3 separate regions of the Sus scrofa genome follow, and all the other regions are linked to region 2. Evidence: chromatin contacts called from public Hi-C and HiChIP or PLAC-seq data. All regions are on one chromosome and are shown on one strand. Each heading gives the region's core, a stretch centred on a gene start, on an enhancer-like site or on the middle of the called end of the contact. The rest is flanking DNA. Distances are from core to core; before and after follow the strand shown. Region 1 holds the start of TSPOAP1 (peripheral-type benzodiazepine receptor-associated protein 1). Region 2 holds the start of RNF43 (E3 ubiquitin-protein ligase RNF43). Region 3 holds the start of SUPT4H1 (transcription elongation factor SPT4).

The links. Hi-C and Micro-C count contacts between places; a contact is called where the count stands out from the background. HiChIP or PLAC-seq counts read pairs in DNA pulled down with a chosen protein or histone mark.
Region 1: an H3K27ac HiChIP or PLAC-seq map of alveolar macrophages shows a contact between it and region 2. The contact joins the promoter of TSPOAP1 here to the promoter of RNF43 in region 2. A contact is called at or near these places in 4 of 5 promoter capture datasets (fetal liver, liver and skeletal muscle), 19 of 47 Hi-C or Micro-C datasets (alveolar macrophages, blood, fetal heart ventricle and 10 more) and 1 of 2 datasets of contacts at active chromatin or transcription factors (alveolar macrophages).
Region 3: a Hi-C map of liver shows a contact between it and region 2, with 2.9 times the contacts expected there. The contact joins the promoter of SUPT4H1 here to the promoter of RNF43 in region 2. A contact is called at or near these places in 2 of 5 promoter capture datasets (fetal liver and liver), 5 of 47 Hi-C or Micro-C datasets (embryonic fibroblasts, epiblast stem cells, heart right ventricle and 1 more) and 1 of 2 datasets of contacts at active chromatin or transcription factors (alveolar macrophages).

The regions. Positions count from the first base shown.
Region 1 is chr12:34,604,009-34,608,181 of Sscrofa11.1, forward strand. It overlaps TSPOAP1 (peripheral-type benzodiazepine receptor-associated protein 1), which reads right to left and starts at 2,615. Exons shown (of 31, transcript XR_002337199.1): 1 at 1,352-2,615; 2 at 432-539; 3 at 20-148.
Region 2 is chr12:34,693,321-34,698,008 of Sscrofa11.1, forward strand. RNF43 (E3 ubiquitin-protein ligase RNF43) reads right to left here and starts at 1,701. Exons shown (of 13, transcript XM_021067274.1): 1 at 563-1,701. HSF5 (heat shock factor protein 5) reads right to left here. Exons shown (of 6, transcript XM_003131648.3): 6 at 2,911-4,688.
Region 3 is chr12:34,627,921-34,632,224 of Sscrofa11.1, forward strand. SUPT4H1 (transcription elongation factor SPT4) reads right to left here and starts at 1,761. Exons shown (of 5, transcript XM_003131646.4): 1 at 1,604-1,761; 2 at 962-1,068. The coding sequence starts at 1,672. It overlaps RNF43 (E3 ubiquitin-protein ligase RNF43), which reads right to left. Exons shown (of 13, transcript XM_021067274.1): 13 at 3,654-4,304.

The DNA of each region.
Region 1 (4,173 bases), core at 1,365-3,864, 88 kb before region 2:
AGTGGCCTCCCATCCTCACCACCCTCAGGTTAGTCTCCTGCAGCTTCCGGGCTCTCTCCTCCAGGCGCTTGGCAATGACCGCCAGCTCGGCGTTCTTCCGCTTCAGCCTCCGCACCTTCTCCTCTGTCTCGGGGAAGCTGCTCTTCCTCTGACAAGGGGTCAGCCAGAATTGGGGCATATGGGAAGCACACACTACCCCCGCCCCCCGCCCCCCACTGCCCAGACCCGATCCTAACAGCTCAGTCCTGGGCTCACAGTGAGGTCCTCAGCCACTCTAGGTAGGGCTTCACCCTCTCTGGGTCTGGGGGTCATGTTGGCCCCGTGTAGCTGCCACTTGGAGGGATGTTCATGGAATGGCGAAGGCTGGGATGTCTGAGTCGGCTTCCCTCCCAGCTCCAACCACGACCCAGGAGTCACTTTCCAAGCCTCACCAGCATCTGGTTCTCCTCCTTAAGGATGGCACAGCGCTGCTGCAGCTCCCCCACTGCCCTCAGCAGCTCCAGGTTGGGCTGGTCCCCAAAGCCCATTTTCAGCTTGCCCTGGCATGGGAAAGGACAGGAGCCTCGGGAATTCCCCCCCCCGACCCCATGGGGATCAGAGCCTCATAGGGATGCGGTTCCCTCTCCACAGCCCAAGGAGACCTGGAGACTGCAAGGTTCTCCCTCACGTCCCAGGCCTTCAGAGGGGAGCACGAGAGGCCCAGGAGAAGGGGCCGTTTCGTCCTCCCTGTTGACACTGGCACCCCGCAACTCTGGGACCCTCTGCTAGTCCCCCGTGTTTTCCATCCCTGCCCTCCTTCCCTTCTTGGGAAAGGCCAGCTCGAGCTCCCATCCTCACCCCTCCAGGCTCCTCATGGCCACCTGAGTCCCCCAAAGTCCTGGTCCCTCCATCATCTACAGGAGCCACTCATACCCACCCCAAACCTTGTCCTCCCTGGCTCAGCTGAGCCCCCTCCCCTGAATCTGCTTCTTCTTCTGGACTCTGATTCCACCATATACCTCTGCCCACCCCCAGGATCCTGCAGCCCCCAAGGACAGAGACTTGTCGAGAAGACGGACAGACACAGACAGACAGACAGACTGTCAGAGATTCACAGAGGGAGGGGGAAGGCAGAGGATTCGAGGTAGAGAAGCAGAGAGGCAGAAGGACAGACAGATGGCCAAAAAAAAAAAAAAAAAAATGGAGCCACTGAGATTCCTGCCCAAAGGAGGGAGGACAGACAGGCACAGAGATGGACCCACAGACAGAGACAGGAGAAGAGAGGTAGACAGCGAAGTTGCAAATCATGGCCAAGCTGGAGGGCATGGTGAGAGCCCCCAGTGCGCAGACCCCCACCGTCCACTTCCCTTACCTTAGGGGAAGCCTCCAGCTCCTCGTCCTCCAGCCTCTGGCAGCTGGGTCTGGACCCCAAGGCTCCAGGCCCCGAGCTAGGCAGCCCAGTTTCTGTTCTTCTGGGCTCAATGCCCCCCACAGCCCCAGGGCTTCGGGCTCCCTCAGGCTCAGGGCTCTCCTCAGGCCTCAGTTCTCCCACATGCAGAGCTGCCGGAGTATCGGCCATGCTTGGGGATGCACCTCCGGGTTCGCCCCCCTGGCCTGGAGTCCAGCTCTGCCAGGCGGGCAGTGCCCATGGCTCCATGTTTCTGGGGTCCCCCGGCCGCGGGAGGGGTGTCAGTTGCTCCATGGTTCTGCCAAGGGGCCCCAGGACCCAGGCCAGGGGACATCACCCAGCCGGGTGGAGGGGCTGGCGAGGGTCCTGCCAGGCCAGAGCCTTTCTTTTCTGAGCTCTGGGCTTCACCGAACATCCATCCGAGGCTGGCTGAGTTCTTCCTCATCCACAAAGGAGGCTGCAGGAGTCTGGGCTGCCAGAGCCGGAGCTGGGGTATGCGAGCTGTGTTTGCTGTTGCTGTGGCTGCGTGTGTGTGTGAGTGTGTGGAGGAGCAAGGGTGTCCCCGTGGGGGTGGGGAGGATGTGCAAAGGCCACCAACAGCAGTGCCCGGGTGAGGGTGTCCGTGTGTCTCCAGGTCTGTCTGTGCCGGTCAGTGCTGCCGTGTGTGTGTGTGTGTGTGTGTGTGTGTGTGTTTGGCAGATGGATGCCCCCGCTTGTGTTGGGGGTAGTGGTTCTGCGTGTCACTGTCTGTGCCTGTTTCGGAGTTACCAGTTGTTTCTGTGTGTGTGTGGGGGGGTGTCTATATTGCAGGGCTGTGGCAGTGGGTGATGCTGTCACTGGTTGTATCTGAGTATCTCAATGCTGCTGTGTGCATCATCGCTGTCATTGTGTGTCCATCAGCGTCTGTGAGTCTGGCCATCTATCAGGAGCCCTCAGCCTGGCTAGGGTCCACAGGAGCTGCCGGGGATGGTCCCCAAAGGTCGGCTGTGGTCCTTTATCTCCTACTCCTCTCTCCGCTGCTGCTCGCCAGCTTGCTGGGTGGCTGGGCTGGTCCTAAGGAGGCCTGGGTCGGTGGGCTGCTTGCCTCATAGTCTCTGTCCCTTCTGGCCTCAGCTCTGGGGACTGCAGGGGTCCCTTACAGTCCCGGAGCCCCGAGATGGTGGGCGCGGAGGAGGGCTGAGCCTCAGAATAGGGGGGTGAGCAGGGGAGAGCCAGTCCTCCCCTCCCCTCCCCCTCCCCTCCCGCCCACCAATAGGAAGTCGGCTGCTCGTTTCCATGGTGATGGCGCTGGACTGGTGGGCTGGACCGGCAGGCAGGGTCGGGACAGAAGGAAGAGCAGGTTCCTTGCGGGATCTCGGCCCAATGCCCCCAACATGTGACACCCCACCCCCACCCCTCCCCTCCCACATACACCTCCACATCTCCCGGGGTACAGAGGCAGGGGGCTGCAGACACACAGCCCCACATCAGTCTTATCTCAAGCCAGATAGAGACAGAGACAGAAGGTGGTATGACAGATAGATAGAGATCCAGCCATGGTGAATGGCAGGAATAAAAAAGATGGGATTTGAGATGAAACAAAGAGAGAGAGAAATCAAGATCATGAAAACAAGGAGAGAGAAGCAAAGAGCCAGAGGTGGAAATAGGCTGAGAGAATTGCTTCTGCTTCCTCCTGGCAGGTTGCTTTTGGGGGTCAACCTTCTCCAGCCAGCAGGGAAGGCCACATGGCGTGGTGGGCTGGCTTTGTCCCAAACTATCAGAGAGCTCACCTTCTGTCTATACTTAGACCTTTTGCTATGGGAAAATGGCACTTGGGGACAAGGACGTGGAACTCCCCCACCTTAAGTCAGCCTGTATGTAGGGGCAGAGGCCTAGATGGAGTCCCCAGGGACATGAATGTTGGAAAGGGCCTCCCAGAGGCCTCTGTACCTGAGACCGAAGCCAGTCTCCGCTAAGGTCAGGGGCCCCCGTGTGGCAGTCCTGAGGAATAGCACCACCACCAGGCCACAGTGTGCTCCAACTGGGCCAGAGCTGACCCAACTGTTGGGGGCAGGGAGGAGGGCGCATGAGGAGACGTGACATCCTCGTTCCCTAAATCAATGTGCAGATCAATATGTACACCACTACATGATGTGTGTCGCTGATGTTTTTTGGCTTTTGGGGTTTTTTGGGTTTTTGGTTTTTTTGCTTTTTAGGGCCGCCCTTGGCGGCATATGGAAATTCCCAGACTAGGGGTCAAATCAGAGCTACAGCTGCCGACTTACGCCACAGCCACAGCAACACAGGATCAGAGCCACATCTGGCCACCTCCACCACAGCTCACAGCAATGCCGGATCCTTAACCCACTGAGGGAGGCCAGGGATCGAACCCACTTCCGCATGGATACTAGCCGGGTTTGTTACTGCTAAGACACAGGGGGAACTCCCTCACTGATGTTAAGGACAGGGTATATGCACATAAGCCATTACATGCATGTATATGTATAGCACACATACACAGAATAGACATCTGTTCATCTCTATGTATGTGGGGGCATAGTATTATTTTATGTATGTACATACATGTGTGTGTTTTCTATTATATGTTTGGGGGTCTCACTGGGTATGTAGGTATGCATGTTTCCATATATACACCGTTGCAGAGATAGCTACTTGCCACAGTGTCCGTGTGCTGTGATGTGTATGTGAGGCAATGGTTGTGAGTGTATAAATTACAACACAAGTGTCATGATAAATGTATATGGATGCCATTATATGACATTATACAGTATATGATGGCACAGTCT
Region 2 (4,688 bases), core at 451-2,950:
CTTTATTTTCCTTTCTCTCTTAGGGATTCCGGCTTTTATTCTCCTGCTTGAGAATGCCAAGCACCTTGATTTCCCATGAGATGCTTTTGCAAACGACTTTATTATCCAGATCTTATAATCTGTAATTTTCTAGGTCCATAAGTAAAACAAAGGGCTATTCCTAACACGTTTTCAAATTCCTTGAGGGGGTGGGGAATAAAAGATAGGGGAGTAGGGAGGTGATCAGTCTACAGGCGCTTAAGTAGAACACCCTGAAAAAGTAAAAATAAACCTGAGTAGAGTAGATCTGTGCTATTTCTAGGCACACTTGAGAATTTGGGTCTTTGTACAAACAAAATCTTATTCTAAAATTTCAAAATGTGCACCCTTAAGTAAATATAAATGCACTTCAACCACAAAGCCCACTGTGCTCAGAGGTCAAGTTAAAAAATCTTATTAAGTCTTCAGAATAAGTGCTGAAAAGCCAAGCAACTGAACATGAACCTGTTATACAGATGCTTTTTCTTTTGCTGAGGCAGAGGGAGGGGAGGGAAAAAAAGAATTTCAAAAGAAATCTGCAAACCTGTTGCGCTGTCGGGCCCACTGGAATCCACGGGGGTGAAACAAATTCAATTATGCTTTTATAGATCCTGCTCAAAATAAGGTTTCAACTGCTTAACCAAGTACAGCTCATTCTTCCACCTTCTCACTCTGCAACCAAACCAAGTGCCCCACACTGCAGGTAGTTGCCGAGAAATTCCGCAGCCTGAAAAAATAATCCATGCAGGTCAAAGGCAGAAACTTACTCCAAGGTTAGAGCTACTGTCCCCAAGAACTCTAAAAACACTTATGGAGGATCCAAAACCATTTCTGAAATCTCCTTTCTAACAAAAGTCCTTTTTCTCCCCGAACAGCATATAAAAATGATCAAATCTTGAAAGAGAAAAGAAGCAAAGTAGCAAATACATCAGCAACAATTCACTACCAGGAACACAGAAAATCCCAGAGGGAGAAGGCAATATCTTTGTATCATGGATAGACTTGGAAAGTTCGGAAGGATTCGAGTGCTTCCCTTCCAGAAAGACAATTCTGGATCAACTCCCTAGAGGAGGAAGCCTGTGGTTTGTAATTGGTGTTCTAGCTCTGACTCCCTCCCCTGGGACTGCAATCACGCTCTCTACCTGCTGACACAAAGTGAGGGTGGAGCAGCTAGAGGCAGCCACCCCCAGCCCGCCCCGCCTCCTCCTGGATGGCTGGGGCACGGTGCACGCACACTTACTTAACCAGACACGTTCCTGCGCGCTCGCTTTCCTCTCAGCTCCTCTACTCCCTCTATTGAGCCACAGCCAAACTGCATCTAGTTCAACCCTCAGCACCTTTCCCTGAGGAAGCAGGCTACCACGGGAAAATCAGGGCCCCTCCAACAGATACATAAGCAGATTCTGCACCCAAGAGACTTAGCTGGCGGTACGAGGAACTAAAGAGAAGGAAAAAAAAAAAAAAAGAAAAGAAAACCCAGAAGATAAAACAATGGACACAAGGTTTGATAAATATAAGTTCAAGGGGACTTCTGCTCTTTCCGGGTTTTAGTGTGGATAAATGCCCAAAGCCAGAATAAAGTGATCTTGTGCTATAGTTCTTACTGATTTATTGCTGTCTTATGTCTGCTACTCTGGCAAGAACTCTGTCCATTTTATGCATAGCTTTTCTTCAGCCCTTACAAATTTAAATTCGGTAGCTCTTTTCTAAACTGTGCCAGTACCAAGCTTTTAGATTAGGTGATGTCAGAGGTCTGGAATCTGTTATTTTCTCCTCACATCCTTGAGAGGTGAAATAATACTATGGGTTAGACTTGGACCTTCAATGAGACTGCAAGTAAGTCTATGCCATAAATACAAAGGGGTAAAATATATTAACAAGAAGACTACAGGCAAAAAGAAAAGTAATTTTTGGCTAATTACCACATTCACGAACATTAGAAATAATGCAAAAGTTTCCAATATATAAAGTAATAAATACGTTTTTAAAATCTGAATTTTCAAATTTACCAAATTACATGTGATTGTGGCCAGACATTTTATTTGTGATCTGCTGCCAATAATCTTTCCAAATTGTACAAATGAACAACAATGCGAATGTAGTTAACACTACACTTAAAAACGATTAAGATTGATGTCACGAGCTTATTGCGGTAAAAAAGCACAGTTAAAATTGTGGTAAGAAGCACATAAGAGAAAATTTAAAATAATTTTTAATTTGTACAAAAGAACTGTACAAATTGATTACCTTTAAAATGTGGAGAATAATAATTGTATTGTAGGCCTAATGTAAAGATGAAATGACAGGCGTTCCTACGGTGGCTCAGTGGTTAACGAATCTCATTAGCAACCATGAGGACACAGGTTTGATCCCCGGCCTCCCTCAGTGAGTTAAGTATCCAGCATTGCCGTCAGCTATGTAGATTGAAGCTACAGCTCTGATTTGACCCCCAGCCTGGGAACCTCCATATGCCATGGGTGCAGCCCTAAAAAGACAAAATAAATAAATAAAGATGAAATGACATAATGCCTCTGAAAGCAGAAAGTATGAGTGACCTATTCGCCTTGAGAATTTTTTCCCTGAAGAGGGTTTATGGTCTAATTCAAAAAGGTACATGTACCTCAATGTTCATAGCAGCACCATTTACAACAGCCAAGACACAGAAGCAGACGAAATGGCCACTGACAGATGAATGGATAAAGAAGTCCTATTGTATAGCACAGGGAACTATATTCAGTATCTTGTATTAAACTATAATGGAAAAAAACCTTAAAATACATACACACACACACACACACACACAAATATATCACTTTGCTGCATACCAGAAATTAACACATTAAAATCAACTATACTTCAATCAAAACAAATTAATAAAAGAAATTTTTGAAGATGGTTTATGGGGATAGTTTTGGCATTTTAGGCCTAATAGCACCTAGAGCAGAGAGATAAATTCTAAAGTAAATTCTTAATTTAGCACTTTTTCTTTATTGGTTAGACCTTAAGAACATAATGCAAGTATAGACCTTTTATAGCTCCTTTCCTAAAGAACAGGAATAGATCTAATTCTTCTGGAGAAAAATTTTCAAGGTCTGCTATGGTTTTATATTTTTATTTTATATAAGCCACATAAGAGCACAGCATAAATAATGCAAAATACACATAATCATGTATCTGGATTAATGTAAAAATATCTTTAAACAAAAAGTAACCTACTAATTGACATTGCCTCACCTATTCCTGCTTGACACTTGCAAAGGAATAAAGACACCCAAACCTAAGAGTTAATGCAGACACTTAGTTGAAAGGAAGAAAATACAGATGTGGTTGCCCTCTCTTGAAGAAACTCTGAGATCTGAGGATGATGATAATACATTATCATGAGTCTGGATACCTTGAGCTACTCAGGATCCAATCAAATAGCTCTGTAGAGCTTAGTTCACTCATATATGGTGTTTATTTACACAGTATTGACAAACAAAGTCACCAGATTTGATAAACAAGAGAAATTATCCTCTGGCAGATTGACAGACCACAGCTTCTACAGAGACATCACAAAGATGCCATCGCTACATAAGATGCTCATCTCACCGATGTTTACCACCTAACCTTACACAGGAGACAGATCACCCTTCGGATCTACCTTTGCATCTGGATTGACTAAAGTTACCCAAGACCTCGATCCTTTTCCAAAAAACTAGGTTTCTATAAACATGTCCAAGAATTGTCCTTATCCTTAATGGTATTTTAAGGACTCACTCTCTATTCAAGTGCAAATTAAAAAGCTCAGGACTTTTTTTTTTTTAAGTCAGATTCTTTGAAAAACAGAGCACATTCTCTTTGGAACGCTACTATTATGATTAATAGTCCTAATGACTGAGGTTTCTATTGATCACTAATCAGACAGTAAAAACAAGCAAGACAACAAGTCTAGTTGAAACACTCACTTTATTGTTGACTGATTGGAATTTATCGTGCTTAAGGTGCTCAAATACCGAGGCGCTAGTCAGGAACCTTGTTAGCATGTGTCAGACCCTACTGGCTAATTCACACAAAGATTTTATTTTATCTTTTGCCACTTTGCCCAAGTCAGTAATGATAGCTTTAGTTGATAGGTAGCAGGCATGTGAGTATAGCAGGAGATCCAGCTCCTTGGTCTGTTGTATTCATATATTAAAAAAAAAAAAAAAGTTTGGAAAGCTGATAAAGGCATTTCATTAATTAAGCCTTAAAATGACTGAAACCAAATCCATGCCAAGGTTCCTGCTTGACACATGTTCTTCGAAAGGTCTTGTCTCTTTCAACATATACAAAGCCAAGAAAGGCATATCTAAGGAAAGGAATATCACCTACATAGTATATCAGCTTTTCAATATGACAGAGAAAAGGCAAAGTTCCTTCATTTAGAAACTGTGTCTCCTCTTCAAGCACTCTGCCAAAATACACAGTCTGACCAAAAGATGTAGGAATCTTGATAATCTGTTATCTTTTAAATCTTGCTAATAAAGATGAATAAATGCTCATCACATGGACATCAACTAGTTTAATCAAATGGACCAGAACCTATTTTCATATCTAAACTGAGCCACTGCAGACCAACACAGAGCTCATCCTTTTCCAAAAAAAATACTATCTCTGTAATACTTCTCAGGCCTGACATCATTGAGAAG
Region 3 (4,304 bases), core at 511-3,010, 65 kb before region 2:
CTGAAACGTACATTTCTCTCACTGCCTTTTCCCCACGGGACAATCTCACCAAGGGAAAACCTTTCTAAAGCGCCTCTTAAAGATATCTAAAGGCATCAACTTTGGGGCCAAAATTTACCCTTTCATTTTCACAAAGGCTCTTCATGCAGTCAACATTTATTAAGCACCTACTACCTTTCAGGTCCTGTATGCCATGTCTCAGTGCACAAAATACAGTCCCTACAAATAATGAGCTGACAGTCTAGTGAAGAACTATCCCGTGGAAAAATAATGAAAGCCACACAAATCATTTTAAATTTTCTGTAGCTACGTTAAAGGAGTAATGACGAAAAAGTGAAATTAACTTCATTAATGAAATTAATTTCATTTAACCCAATATATTCAAATTATTATTTTGGCATGTAACTAACACACATGCAAAAATCAAGATTATTTTACTTTTTTTTCTTGTGCTGAGTCTTTGAAATCCAGTATTACATCACAGGTAAAGCATATCTCAATTTGGACTAGCTACATTTTTTTTTCTTTTTTCTTTTTTTCTTTTCTTTTTTAGGGCCATACTCACAGCATATGGAAGGTCCCAGGATAGGGGCTGAATCAGAGTTGCAGCTGCCAGACTATACCACAGCCTTAGCAACACCAGATCCGAGCCACTTTCTGCAACCTAAGCTGCAACTTGCGGCAACGCTGGATTCTTTAACCGACTGAGCGAGGGTAAGTGGGTCGAACCCAAATCCTCGTGGATACTAGTTGGATTCTCAACACACTGAGCCACAACGGGAACTCCCAGACTAGCCACATTTCAAGTGCTCAACGCCACACACGTCTAGTAGCTACGGTTCTGGATAGCAAAGACATGTGTCTCAAAATAACTTTGAGACCAACTAGGATTAAGGTCTCAAGAGTTTGGCCACAATTACTTGATGGGGTAGAGATAATGCAGTAATCTAAAGGGACTTACCCATCAAAGGAAGAGCTGGTGCAGTCATATACCATCTCTCGGTTACCTTTCATCTGAAGGTATGCATCACAATTGTCACAACCATCATATTCAAACTGGTCTATAGTCTGGGAGAGAGATAAAAAGGAGAGAGGGGAGCATGAACAAGGCCAAAAGAAAAAGTAGCTTTCTCATAAGTCTACCTGGTCAAGCACGAGGCTCCCTACGTTGGCTCTGTCTCATCAAGTCCCCCGTCCACCATTCCTATAGCCCTTTTCCACTCTCACACTCCTTTTGTTCCCAACTGCGTTTTACCCATTCCTCTCCCTAGTATCCTCGGGGTCGGGCACCTTCTCCCACTATTCTCTCAGCTGGAAATTCCCACCCTCCTCTGACTCTTAGCCGGCGTCCTTCAACTCCAATAGAAGTTCACTGAACGTCTGTAAAGGGTCAGGCCTGTACTGAGAGCTAAAGTTGCAAAGGCTTATGAGACCGCCCGCGACCATGGCTGCACGACCTGCCTGGCTTCCTATCCACGTAAGCGATGGCCTACTTCCCACGTCCCCTGCCTGGATCTTTTCTCTTCACCGCCCCCCGAGCCCTGTCCTACCCTTTCTCCCAGCTTGGTCCCCCATCGCCCATACAACCAGGTCCCCGCCAGACCTTGACCAGCGAACACAGCAAACAAGCGCGCAGATGCCGCAGGTCCTTCGGCACTGTCTCCAGAGCCATCCTCTTCCAAGGAAGAACAGCGACGGAATGAGCCACAGCTGCCGCTCGCAGGAAGTAAACAGCGATTTGCCCAGAATACACGCACTTCCGGTTCCTCAGACTTCCTCTTCCGGCGTGGGAGGCCGCGGGCCCCGCCCCACCCCCCGCCTCAGGAGATGGTTTCTCCCGTCTAGAGGCGGGGCCGGCGGAGAGTCACCTGGACCGGCGCGCGCCCCCGCCACCTGGGCCGGAGCGCGGGGCGAGGCCCAGCGGCCGTTGGGCCTGTGGGCGGAGCCCGAGGAGGAGGGGCGGCACGGTTGGCGCCTGCGCGGGGGCTCCCCGCGGCCCGGGTGGTATCCTGGCGCGCGGGCCATTTGACCTGGGCGGCTGGCACCGCCCCGCGGGTTCCCTGGAGGATCCCAGATGACAGCAGAGATTCTTTTTTGTCTTCCCTCTTAAAAGTGTAGGGCCACTGTCTCCCTCTGGGATTATCTCTGCAGAGACGAAAAGAAATCCAGAGACCGCCCCGCTCCTTCCTAACAATCAGAGCGTGATTGGGTTTCCATTTGCGTCCACGGGAATGCTGGTCTGCGAGCTGTCACCCGGAAAATGCATATTCAATTATTTCTAAAAACTCTTGGTACGTTTCCTCGGCCCAGCTGATAATTTATGCTTTGTGCATCTTTTAGCTTTTATATAGTTCCTTTCCTTCAGATCATCTGTAGGAGATTTTTTTTTTTTTTTTTTTCCCTCATTTCACTTTATAAGAAGCTTTCAGATTCAAAACTGGGCAAGAGAAGTTCCAGTCGTGGCATAGCAGAAACGAATCTGACTAGGAACCATGAGGTTGTGGGTTCGATCCCTGGCTTTGCTCAGTGGGTTAAGGATCCTGCGTTGCTGTGAACTGTGGTGTAGGTCGCAGACGCAGCTTGGATCTGGTGTGGCTATGGCAGTGGTGTAGGCCAGCAGCTGTAGCTGTGATTTGACCCCTAGCCTGGGAACCTATGGCGAGGGTGGACCCAAAAAGCAAAAAAAAAAAAAAAAAAAAAACAAAAAAAAAACAGGAAAAACCAAAAAACTGGGCATGAGACAAAACCAAGCCTTTCCCAGAGAAGTGGAAAGGGAAAATGCACTTTGGCAGGAGGCAGGAGGCGAGCAAAGGCCTGTCCAGGCCCTGTGGAACTCTTCCTACCGACATAGCACCAGCTCCCTTGATCCTCACATTAGTCCTATGTGTAGGCAGAGGACAGTCATTTGTGTTTATGTGAACTGGAGCTTTGGGATATAAATAGATAATTTCAGGAGTTCCCTTAGTGGTGCAGTGGTTAACGAATGGGACTAGGAACCATGAGGTTGGGGGTTTGATCCCTGGCCTTGCTCAGTGAGTCGAGGATCCAGCATTGCCCTGAGCTGTGGTGTAGGTCGCAGACATGGCTCGGATCCCACGTTGCTGGGCTGTGGTGTAGGCCGGTGGCTACAGCTCTGATTAGACCCCTAGCCTGGGAACCTCCATATGCCGCAGGAGCGACCCTAGAAAAGGCAAAAAAACAAAAAATAAATAGATAGATAGTTTCAGGCCCTGCTGGTCTATCTTCCCAGCCAGGCCTCCTAAATTGAAACTGAGCTTCTTCAAGGCCAGTGTGCTGCCAGTGCCCGTCCATGCCTGTTCCGATGGGCTCTGATGGGTTAGGGTGTTCTCCATCACTGCACACTTTCTACTTTGGAACACACTTCACTCTGTGAGGTGGGTCCATTTCAGGGGTGGGAAAAGTGAGGCACAGAGTATTTGCCCAGAGTCACAGAGAAAGTCAGTGAAGCGTCATCAGTGAGAGTTTGAAATGAGGACAATGACAATACAGGTAACAAACGGAACCGCAGTGAGAATCCAGTCATGCTTTCTCTTTCCCTGAGTTCACTAGACCATGGTTTAGGGGCTTACAAGCCAGTTCTTAGGGCCAAGCCCAGCAGTCTCCTCGGTCCTTTCATAAATCAGAGCCTAGCCTCTGATACCAAACATAATTTATTTCTCCCATATAAAGGACGGAGCTGTTACCCTCAGTGACAGTCATGACAGAACAAAACCACAAGACCAGACCGCATTTAAGGATAAATATATTAGCAAATAAATACATTTCTCAACATAGTGCCTGATTCAAGCATCTTTCTATCCAGATATAAATACCCACGTGGGTACCTAGGTGCTAGTTCCCCCCTGACTTTGGGGGAAGAAGATTCCCAGGTGGGGTCCTGTGCCCACTTGGCTCCCACATTCACATTCCAAATGGGATAATGCCTGAGGGGCCAGCAATGCTCCAACTGCCTTGGGGTGAATGTCACCCCAAGGAGGCCCCTCAGCCCGTGCCCACTCGGTAACCAGCTGCCCAGGGCAGACTTCCTGCTCCAGCTCCACTTCTTCCTGGGTGTCCCGGGCCTGCGTGGCTTATACTGGGAAGCTGGGCCTCTGGGCCCTCTAATCCCAAGGGTCCCATATTACCTCTCCTTTGTTCTCCTCTGTTCCCTATCCCTGCTCTCAGAGAAAAATTCCTTGTTCGGCAATAATTCTGCCCTTTCTACCTTCACTCCTTGCTCCCTCTTTCTACATAAAGTCCAGAGTTATTCCCTTCCCACCATCCCCACCCCTATCCCCCAGGAA